Regions from separate parts of the Rattus norvegicus genome. Here region 2 is linked to region 1. Evidence: chromatin contacts called from public Hi-C data. All regions are on one chromosome and are shown on one strand. The core of a region is the stretch at or near the end of the contact, and the rest is flanking DNA. Distances in the headings are between cores, read along the strand shown.

Evidence for each region. Hi-C and Micro-C count contacts between places; a contact is called where the count stands out from the background.
Region 2: a Hi-C map of liver shows a contact between it and region 1, with 3 times the contacts expected there. The contact joins the promoter of Nabp1 here to the promoter of Stat1 in region 1. A contact is called at or near these places in 3 of 12 Hi-C or Micro-C datasets (Schwann cells, frontal cortex and liver).

What each region holds. Positions count from the first base shown.
Region 1 is chr9:56,949,872-56,956,116 of GRCr8, forward strand. Stat1 (signal transducer and activator of transcription 1) reads right to left here and starts at 2,055. Exons shown (of 25, transcript NM_032612.3): 1 at 1,955-2,055; 2 at 1,457-1,642.
Region 2 is chr9:57,615,373-57,621,091 of GRCr8, forward strand. Nabp1 (nucleic acid binding protein 1) reads left to right here and starts at 3,569. Exons shown (of 6, transcript NM_001014216.2): 1 at 3,569-3,840; 2 at 4,050-4,188. The coding sequence starts at 3,750.

The sequences.
Region 1 (6,245 bases), core at 805-3,304:
TGTTTTAATATGTGCTGGCAGGCACATGGAGAGGTCAAAGTTAATATCAGAATATCAGCCTCAATCCTTTCTCCAGTTTATTTTTTTGAGACTAGCTCACCAGCAAACTCTGTGTTCTCCAGCACTGAAGTCAGAGATGCAGGTCAGTACGCCTGGCTTTCTTTTTTGAGTTTGGCGATCCAAATTCAGACCCTCAGGCTTGCACAGTGAGAAGTATTTGCATTAAGCCATCTTCAAGAGCCCCTAATAATGATTTTTAAATAGGAACAACGGCCCAAGCCTGGTTGACTACACCTGAAATCACAGCACTTGGGAAAGCTGAGGCCAAGCAGGCCATGAGTTCAAGGTCAGCCTGAGCTACACACAGAGCACAAGCCTAGCCTACAGGGCTACACAGTGAGTCATTAGCTCAGAAAAAGAAATGTCTTTTTTTTCCCTACAGCATTGCCAAATGCCATTTCCAAGGATAAAGTAATATTTATCTCTTCAGATAACTTTTACATTGTAATCCTAAAGGTTAAAAATTACAGCAATCCCTAATTTAAGGAAGTCTTAAGATTCTCTAGAAACCATCATGTGACAGGGTACACACCACTACACACTGGCACCACCACAATTCAGAGTGGTAAAGAGACTGTGGTACTGCCAGACCTCTGAGTAAGGGTCTGAAATTTGACGTAGCATGTGGAACTGTGGATAAATACCTGTTTTCAAACACTCATGTGCTGAATGAAGTCGTGTCTGCTGCACAAATGTCCCTCCAAAGTATAGTAAGGAAATGTCTAGACTACAAAGCAAGCCACCGTTTCAAATACCATTGGAAAGGACGCCAGCCCTCCACTATGGCATGAAACCTGAGACTGGCAAGACCCGGCTCAGAGTTCAGAGTTGGCTCTTTCCCGATTCCATGCCTCCACCAAACTATCCTCCCAATCTAGCCTGCGCTGCAGACTGGACCACACTGCTTCCAGCAATCAGAGTTCTGTACAGATGGCACTTCTAAAGCTATCTGTCACTGCCACATCTAGCTTTCTTTGTTGGGGTTTGCACTGTTTTTAGAGCATTAGCTCCAACCTTCCTCGCGGGAAGCTTTGATTGTCTGCTGTGGCGTAAACATCAGAGCCTCAGACGGGATATATTTTTGCTATAGCGTCCTCTGGACCCTAGAGTGCCAGGAATATGGCCTAATCATAAGTGTTACTTAGCGCAGGACCGTTTGTTCAGCTGAAACCTTGTATGTATCAGTAGGAGTGGGAAAGCAAAAGACAAACCCCATGATGAAACTACAAGTTTGAATCCAGGATCCTCATTGAAACACCAGGATTCAAGTCATTTCTCCCAGATAAAAGCAACCTTCACCCATCCATACACCTGCCCCTAAACTTTTAGGTAGTGTTCCGGAAGCATTTTAGATAGTAATTATACCATTAGCGGTTCTACAGGAACTAAATCCCACCTTTAAGTTTTAGAAAGCCGGTAAGAGCTGAGATTCCAAATACTTTCGTGTCCACGAAGACTTACTGGGCTGTCTCCGGGTGCAGACTGGGGGTTCAACACAAGCGACCACCACACACAGCAAGTTATATGCCTGTTGCATGCACGGAGTGGCGTCGGCTCAGAGGATGGAACAGTGTTGATATGACTGCGAAAGGAAGGAAACGTTACAGCGGTGGAAAGAGCCGGCCGGAGGTGAGGCAAGCAAGAGTTAAGTAGGAAGGTGCAGTGTCTTCCGGGAGAAATGTTATTGCACAAGTCATTTTACCCTAGCAGTGCAAACGGCGGGACAAGGGCGCCAGCGCCAGGAGCTGGGCAAGCGGTCCCGCTCAAGTTCTTTCTGCAGCATGACAGGTCATCTGTGGGCAGCAGACCCCAGTCCCAAGGGTGTGGGGCGCCTCACTTCCACCCGCATCCGCACCCACATCAGGACCCGGACCCGCACCCCGAGCTCACTCACTGCACTCAGGAGCTCGAGTCTAGACAGATCTCCCTGCGCCACTCAGCTACGTCCCAAGAGGGTCTGAGGGGCGCAGTCCCCGAGGTCTCCAGGGAGCTTTGACAGGCCCAGCGCAGAAAACCGAAAGTACCGGGCAGGAGAAAAAGCCAGAAGGCGTCCCGCCTCTTTCCTCCTCGGCCAATCAGCGGCTGGGATTGGCCGGCTGTTCCAGCAGCGTAACACCTCCCCCCGTGCCTCGGTAGCGGCAGCCTAGCCTTCCTGGCCCACTCTCCCCACCCCGCGTGAGAAACGTGGGGCTCCGCTGCCCGGTGCAAACCGCAGACTGGAGGTTCTGTTTACACGGTTGGAGAAAAACGAAAGGAAACTCTGTGCTTGCACAGGCTCAGTCTTGGAGATCCTGCAATAACGAGCTGCTTCACTGCGGACTCAGAACTGGGGACTAGAGATTAACCTTTTCGTTACTAAAGCCAGAGCTTAAGTTACCAACTTAAAAACTTTCAACACCGTGTACTTGGCCTTAACTCGGCAGTTAGGAAGAACTTGCCCTTGCAAAGGACAGGGGTTGGATTTGCAGTGCCGTCATGGCGGTTCCCAACTCCAGTTCCAGGGTATCTGGTGCCCTCTTCTGACTTCCACAGGAACCAAAGCTGCATGAAGGAAGCAAAACAAAAATTTCATGAAATGAAATGAATAAATCTAATTAAGATGTTTAAGAAAAATAAAACTTTATACAATTGACACCTCCATTACTGTGCTCTGCTTAGCCATCATGATAACTAAGCCATAAGGACCTCTTTGCTCCTTCCTGTCTCGCTGGACTTCCCTATGGCCTCGATCTCCATTACTAAACCACTAAAAAAGAATGTAAGAACCTTATCTTTCTCCCATTGTGCCTTTGATGTCCTTCCTTGTAACTTCCATGTTCCAGAACTCTCCTAGATGTATACTGACGCCAAACTTCCTCCAAATGCCACAGTTCTCCTGTCCTTGGATATCTCCTGAGTCTGTAAACCAACTGTACTCAAAATACAAGTCATCAGCTTTCTCCTCATACTTAGTCTTAGTTTGAAAACAATGCGGGCCAAGCTTAGTTGTCCATTTAGTCCCCTACACTTGGTCCTCAAGTCTCAGTGGATCCAGCTCCTGTTTCTACTTCTTCCACCACCCCATCCTCATACCTGGATCATTTCAGTGGCTTCTCTGATGACTGCCTAGCTTTGGCTTTTGGCTTTGGCTCCCACTTAATTCATCAGACATCATTTTGGTGATTTTTTTAAAAATCTAATTGCAAAGTTGATCATGTCATACCAATCTAAAAATTTCAATGATGGGTTTTCTTGCTTTTAGACAGTTCAAATTTCTCAATATATTCTATAAAGCCGTGTTCCCTATCACTTTCTTTAATCTCCGTTTGTGCAGCTCTTTTCATTGCTTGCTACAGCATTTTTATTCTTTGAATAAGCAAAACTCTTTCCCCAAACTCAGTCTTCTCATCAGCAGTATTCTCTTTGAAAAGTCCTTTAAGCCAACGTCTGTATACTCAAATTCTTTGATGGGTAACTAACTCATGTCAAAACCTAGGATCAGCTGGGTGGTGATGGCATACAGCATTAATCCCAGTACTCAGCGGGCAGAGGCAGGCTGATTCCTGTAAGTTCGAGGCCAGCCTAGTCTAAAGAGTGAGTTCCAGGACAGCCACAGACACACAGAGAAACTATGTTTTGAAAAAACAAAACCTAACCAACCAACCAAATACACAAGCAAAACCAACAAAAAACTCTCAAGTCAAATGTAACTTGTTTACATAGACATCATAGAGGCTCAACTAGGTCTCCTAAGAAGGCACACCTAGAGAGTCAACTGGTTCCTTTAAACAGATGGAATTTGAATCAAGCCTTGGACAACGACATAACTTTAGGTAGCAGAAGATCTAAATAATTTTCCAAGGATGCACATATATGTGTGCATGTATATTATAGACGGATATAGTCTATTTCCTTGTCATACATGCATGCTCACACAGGTAGCACAGGACTGACTCCTGGTGAAGACCCCTGCCTTTCTTCCTGTCTGGTCTCTCATTGTCTAATTACCTAATCACATTTGTCTGTATTTTCCCTCAAGGGTTTCACGTTTTTGAAGTGTCCAAGTCTTATTATCTGTAAGAGTTACAGTTTCTGGAAGGAAATCACTTTCTGATTTTGTAGGTTACCACCATATAATACATCAGCTGTTAAACTGGTCAGGGGAAAGCCCATGAGGTCTCAACCCACCTCCCCTCAAAGAACTATAGGCAACTGAGGAAAGCTGGGAACAGGAGTGGTTTTTCCCCACAACTGGTTGTCTGAAGGTCAGCCCTAAAACCATACAACTGAACCATACAACTATGCTAACTGAAGAGATTCTACTTATGTTATACACGTACGAGAACAATTGGTGAAAAAGAGAGGCCATGCTTCTGAAGGAGAGCGGGGAGAGGGGTAGAAGGGAGAGCTTGGAGAGAAGAGAGAAAGCTGTAATTATATTATATTCTCAAATTCTAAAAGGCAAAACACGTAAGGAAAGCAAACAAACAAAACGTAACCACACCAAAACCAAAACAGAAACCTAGAAGAAAGAAACTTTTACATACAGGATATTATCATGCAGCATTCAACTTGGGAAACTGACTCTTTGTAACAACAATATCAGATAGGCAAGAGATAAAACACTAAAAAACACAATGCCATGTCTGGTAAATTACAATTTTCTAATCGGGTGTTTCCTTTAAAGTCTCGTGGGTTCACCGAGAACAGAGCACTTCTCTCCGTGCCCTACCTCGGACTTCTGATTTCCTTCAAAACTCCTGATGTCTGAAACTGGCCACGTCCTCTGCCATCAGTTCACTCTTGTTTGCCTCTTCCCTGTGCCAGGAAATGGTGCAGCTGTTCCTATACTCTGACCCAGAAAAGAGAGGCTCATGGAACCCTCTAGAGCCTGCCATGTGGAGAACGGTCCAGTGTTGGCTTTCATTGTGTATCTCCGAGATCCCCTCCCAACCCCCTGAAACAGCTACTTTACAAAGGACAAAATAATCATCGTAAATAGTCTTAAAAAATTGGAACGCTGCTGGGCGTCTTACCAATGGTGTAGATTTTAAACTACAAATGCAAAGACTTGCCTTGGATTTCAAAGAGAAGGTCAAGACATGACAAGGGTTCCTTTAGACACTGGAAATCAACCAGAAGCATCAGGTAAGAAGAAAGTTATGATTTACCATGCCAGAAGTGGTATGGACACAAAAGAAAGACATGGGGATAAGAAACCTAGGAGTCACATTGTATAAGGAGTAATGGAGGCACTGGAATGACTCCAGCACATGATGTCACAGGGGAAAGGCTCTTAGAAGGCATTCTACATCTCTCATTCAGTGAACATCTTTTTTTCTTGGGAGGAAAACCCCAAGATCATTCCTATTATTCACCCCTTCTTGTATTCTATATTTACCCACTTACATTAATTAATTATACCTATCTAACTATGCAAAGCACTTATAGTATCTTAACTATCCACAGTAACCAGAAATAGAAGCATACATCGATAATAGCAATGCAACCAGGCAAGGCAGATGTCTAGATACTGTCTACCATTCACACAGTCCTACCAATGCAGGAAGAATCGTCTGGTCCACACTTTCAGCAGTGGCCATAGTCTTCTTTGTCGTCTGCACCTCTCTGGAACATGACTTCCTTGGCAGATGGAGAGAACTCTTCCTTTAACCTTTGGATCTAGGCCTGACTTGTGACTCGTTTTGAACAATGTCAGGCAACAGATACGGCGTATGTCAGTTGGAGGGTAGCATTACAGAGTCTCAGAATCCTGCCGTGTCTGGACCAGTCAGACTAGCCATTTGGGGAGTAAAGGATGACTACATGGACCAATGTTGTTGGGTCAGTGCTGTTCTCCAGACTTAGGTCTTAAATTTGTGAGAAAATTCAAGCAAAATCTGACAGGCATGACTCAGTTAAACAGAACTCTGTCCCCCACCACTGCAGTCTCACCAGCGATGGTAAGTGGCTGTTTTGCCACATTGGGTTGGAGGATGAGGTGCATTTGTTGTAAACGTGCTATATACCAGATCACTGATACACATCTCACAGAGGTGGGGTGGGGAAGGGGTGGAGGGCGGGCAGCAAAACATCCAAGAACTGATTTCTAAAATGAAAACTCTCAAGGGGAACAGGCCTAGTTCCCTTTCCCACAGTATGCCCCTTGGAGCATCTTCTTCAAGGAACAGCTTTTCCTGTGTGTG
Region 2 (5,719 bases), core at 2,319-4,818, 670 kb after region 1:
TCTCAGCTTTATAATATATGCCATGAAAACTAGATCATTGAGAGAGCTCCTGAACGTGCTTGTGAGGGGCGTTCATATGTAGTAGATGTCAAACACATGCTTGCCGGTACTCCAGGGAATGCTTAGACGAGTACGGCAAGGTTTCATCTTTTTATTTTTAATTTTCATGAATACGGGCATTTTGTCAGCATGTATGTTTGTGTATCATAAATATGTATTGCCTGCCTTGCGTATGCTGAGAATCAAACCTAGGACCTGCTCTGGGAGAGCAGCCAATGCTTTTTTTTTTTTTTCTTTTTTCTTTTTTTCCGGAGCTGGGGACCGAACCCAGGGCCTTGCCCTCGCTCGTTAGGCAAGTGCTCTACTGCTGAGCTAAATCCCCAACCCCACAGCCAGTGCTCTTAACCATGGAATCATCTCTCCAGTCCCATCGAAAGTCCTTGATATCTCCCTATTTATCTATCTATTTATCTATCTATCTATCTATCTATCTATCTATCTATCTATCTATCTATTTATTTTCTTTGAGATGGGTTCACTCTGTGGCCTTGACTGGGCAGGAACTCAAGATGTAGACCAGCTGGCAGTTGATCTGCCTTTACCTCTAGTGCTGGTTTAAGGACCTGTAGCATCGCGACCAGGCTTTTTTCTTTTCTTTTATCATCTTTGGGAACTGACTTAGGCTTAACTGAAGCCTACGGCTCTCCATTGTGTGCTCTTGTTGCAGTTTCTCAAGGCTGCCTTTGGATTTGTGAGAACATGGTGCCATTTTCATTGTGGGTGCTCTGTGCTGGGGAGGAAGTGAGAGAGAATCAGCTGAGTCTGTCCTTGAGGGAGGGAGGGCCCGGAAGGGCAGGGACAGCCTCGGCACTAGCTTCTGCTTTTTATAGAGCCTGCTCCTTTCTTTCTTTGTTTTTTCTTTCTTTCTTGCATGCAAGTGTGTTTTTTATTGAACATAGATCTTTTCATACAATATATTCTGATTATGGTTTCCCTTTCTCAACTTCTTCCAGATCGGTCCATCCTTGCATCCTATCTAATTCATTCTCTCTCTCCCTCTCCCTCCCTCCCTCCCTCCCTCCCTCCCTCCCTCCCTCCCCCTTCCCCCCCTCTCTGTTAGAAAACAGGAATCTAAAAAAAATTGTAATAAGATAAAAACAAAGAAAAAACAAAACATAAGAAAAAAGGACAAGAAACAGATGGACACTGTGACTCTCTTTCAGACACGCAGAAATTGTACAAGAAACCATAATATATGACTGGTAAGGTTAAAAAAAAGTCCGGACAAAATGTTATGAGCCAAAGAACCTCCCAAAATGTCATCGAGTTGTTTTTGTATGGCCTGGCTTTAAGAGTGGTTTGTATCCCCAGTGAAACTGTTAGAGAAAACTAATTTTTGTTTGTGATCAGTTATCAGTTTCAGTTTGGGGATAGAGGCATGAGTCTGTCCACGTCTCCCCTCACTGCTGGTCAGCGCTGAGAACCCACCTGGGCCTTACCTACACAGGGCCTGGGCTCCTGATGTTTGGGCCCTCTTTAAGAAATGTGTATATAATTCTGAGCATGCCTCTTAGTCCTTTCTATGAGGGCAAATGGTTGATAATTCAGGGAGTGGCTAGTCCCCTCACCCCCAAACCCCTGGCCACCACTTTGCTCTATTATCGTTTTTTGTTGTTTTTTTCAAGGTGGGGTTTCTGTGTAGCTCAGGTTGTAGACCATGCTGACCTTGAACTCACCGGTTGCTGTTGCCTCCGGAATGGTGGGACTAAAGGTATGCTCCACCTCCAGGCTGCTCAAATATTCTCAACATGGCTTGATGTCTATTCTTAAACTTTTAAAGAGCTCATTATCAAACCTTTTAAAAAAGGTTCCAATTTACGTTTAATGCACACAACTACTTCCTTACAAATACTTAAACATTCTCGATAATGTGATTATTTTTAAAAATGTTTCTAGCAATATGTCTATGCTGTTTGCCGATATTATCCTGAAAGGAAAACAGAAGCATGTTTCTTTTTTTAAAATTTATTTATTTATTGAGTCTTCAGACACATCAGAAGAGGGTATTAGATCCCATTACAGATGGTTGTGAGCCACTATGTGGTTGCTGGGATTTGAACTCGAGACCTCTGGAAGAGCAGTCACTGCTCTTAACCCCTGAGCCAGCTCTCCAGTCCCACATGCTTTGATATAGAAGTTCTCTATTTTCCACAGCATTTGCTTATATGACTGTCTATTATACTAGAATATACTCTGCTCTTTCCATTTTACTTCTTCAGTCTGTTTTGGAGCCTTACAATCACACTACTTCAACATAAAATATTTCTGGTTGAAGCCTCCTAGAGTCAAGATTGCCTAAATTGAAACCCTGTTTGGTTATTCTCTAGTGAGTTCTATTACTTGTAAAATGGGGTTAAAATTATCACTCATCACGAGACTAAATAACAGGTTATTATTTTCAATAGAAAACTGATGAAATGAAATATTGATCACGGATCTATTTGCTACATCACTTGGGCAATTTATTTATGACCCCATTTCTTCCCTTATGAGGTAAGGATCTTAGTTTTATTGTTCAGAATATTAAATTCTGGCTAGGAAGCTTAACCAACTATTTTCAAGTTCACACAATTAGGCACCAGCTCCAGCTTGTTTGGTTGTAAAACGTACACCCCTCCCTTTTAGGTTTTGTTTTAAGGTTCTTTTTCACCAGTGTATGATTAATTCACCTTAGTTATATAAAAGCCAAATTTAAAGAAAAGGGTTAAAGAAAAAATGAATTATCTGTGGAACTTAACTGTGTATGGTTATTATCAGCATGAGAACAGGTTTACAAATTGCTTTTAAAAAGACGACGTGGTGTTTCTGGGTCCCAATTTAAACACCTCTAAAGTAAGAAGTTGATCGCCAAGTTCCCTGCGACTTGGAAACTCTTTCTTGAGAGCCTTCAGTTCGATCTTTCTCTCCCTCCTTGATCCTAAAGGGCAAAGGTGACCGAACTGAAGGCTCCTGAGGAACTAGGTAAAGAAGCCTAAGTTCCCTCCGAGCAGCAAAAGACACAGCCCTACAGAAACCCGGAAACCTGCGCGACCGGCGGGAAGAGGGTGTGGCCGAGAGCCCATTGGACGGCCTGGGGGCGGGGCTTGAGCTGACAGCAGGGGAGGAGCTAGAGAGGCTGCGTGATCATTGGCGCTGGGCTCCGCCCCAGAGGCGTGCTAGTGGGCGTGGTGACGTCGCGTGACGCCATAAGGGGCGGGGCGCGGCTTAATAAAGCTGAGGGCGCATTCGCCGGTTGCTGTTTCGGACGCGGGCTGCGTGGTTGGTGTACAGCGTTGCTGTTTTGCTGTCACGTACCTTCCCGGAGCCTGGGACTGAGGGGGCGCGCGCGTGTGCGTGTGTTTGAGGGAAAGCGGGACTCGGGCAGGGCCGTCCCCTGTTCCCTTTTCCCTTAGCGGAGGCGGCAGTCTGCACGCTCGTTTGCTCGCCGCCCACTTGGGAGCGGTCTCGGGGTGCTTTTTTGATTTTGGAACTTGTGAGAGTCTCCCCCGACCCCCACTCCCCTCTTCCATTTTTTTTTCCCCCTTTCGGCTTGGCGCCTCTAGGGCTGGTTTCCCCGGCCCCTGAATAACCGCTTCCCGACTCTGGTCGCCAGGCCTGCCTCAGGTTGCCCCCGGCTCTGCCCCTGGCCTCGGAGGGTGGGAAGCCTTGCTTAGAGGGTCTCTGAAGCTTAGCCGCACCTGCCTCTCAGTATGCATGGGGTCAACGACCCTCCTCTTTTTATAAAAGACATTAAGGCCGGACTGAAAAACTTAAATGTCGTCTTTATTGTCCTGGAGATAGGTAAGTGAGGTCCGCAGCCCGCCCCACACCCTCGAGCGCTCGGACTTCTTCCCCGCCCGCGACCCCACGTGCTCCCAGCTGAGACTCCTACCCGGGGACAGAAGTCAGTCACGTAGCATGCCAGAGGAGGGTGAGACAGCTCTCTCGAATGGACTCCTTATCTAACACATCTTTCCTTCTCCCCTGTTTGATTTTTTAAATCTTCACAGGACGAGTGACCAAAACCAAAGACGGCCATGAAGTGAGATCCTGCAAAGTAGCTGATAGAACGGGAAGCATCACTATTTCTGTGTGGGATGAGATCGGAGGGCTCATACAGACAGGGGATATTATTCGATTGACCAGAGGGTAGGTGTGCATAAATTGGGGTAGGTGTGGGGTTGGCCGACTTCCGGGGTTCAGAACTTGCCGGGCTCTTCCATGGGCCACTTCAAGAAGTGAGCCGTTTTAGTGGACAGCATTGGGCAGCTCACCTTTCACAGCTACCTTGTTTTAAGTAGGGAATTAACTCCTATCATCCAATCTTAAAGGTTAATTTTATTTTGAAAATACCACAGAAGTTTGTGAGCCTTTATCAGTGAGGCCGATAAAGACCACATTACCCCTTTTTTTTTCCCCTTTCTTCGAGACTGGGTTTTTCTATATAACCTGGAGCAATTTCTATAGACTAATCTGTCCTCGAACCTACAGAGACCTGGCTGCCAAATCAGTTTTTTGTGCCACACCACTTGGACACATTTCCTTTTTAGTCACTCCATGTCTTCCACCTCCTTCCTTGTACCATGAAATCCTTTCAGTACCTTATTTGTACTCATCATTTAGGTGGTATGGACATAAATTGAATAGCTGGGGAATTTAACTCCTAATTTTGCCTTCATTTTGGAAACAGTGTCTCCTGTATTCCAGGTTCTTTTTGAACTTTAAGATGCCCAAGAGAATGACCTTGATTTTCTGCTTTTTCCTGCCTCCACTTCCCCAGGTGGTAGGATTCCAGGCGGGTACCGAAACGTCCTGGGGAAAGAACAAAATGCCTTCTGCATGCCAAGCAAACATTCTGCCATCTGACTTACAGTCCCAGCTTGAATTTAACATTTCTGTGGTCACATGTACTCAGCAAGATCAGTGTTTCATGAAAACCAAAATAAAACACCAAGTGGCAGGAGAGAGCATCTTTGATCCATTCAGAATATTTAATTGGTTATGGAGATAGAGTACTTTTTTTCATAGACTTGAAATTTTTACCAAATGTTGGTCTTAAGAGAAGTCCAGGAAAGAATCTTAGAAAGTAGAATATGGAAGCTTCTGTGATTGAGAGAATTGTGATAACTTTATTGGTAGCCATCAGAAAAATAGTTGGCAATTGCTGTTGGGCTAAGAGAATCTAAGAAGTATTGAGTCTTTGGGCAGGAGCTCTTTGATACTATCTTACAGGCCTTACAGCATTTTCAGGAAGTGAGGTAAAGTGTCATCAAAGCAGGAAGTGAGAGTCAGAACTTAGGCATCTTATTCTTATTCACCGAGTCATTGTGACATTAAATTACATCTTCTTAACTTTCATAGCTTTTCCCACAAAAGAGAATTGCTTCTTTTGGGGGTTATGGGGAGAACTACAATACTACTACTAATCATAATATGTTTTTAGTCACGAAGTTACCTTGGTAGTTGTACAAAAATACATTGAAAAAAACCAGACTTTGGTCTGATTCTGCTAACTCGATTAGATTATATTTTCCTTAGATTTAATGATGTCATTCACATTTAAAATTGTTCACACTAAACAATTGGTTTCATTATGTTGATATTAAAACTTGCAAAATTTGGGAAGGCCAGCAGGGCAAGAGGAAGGTTAGTGGTCTTTTTTTAGCTCCTTTATAAAGTT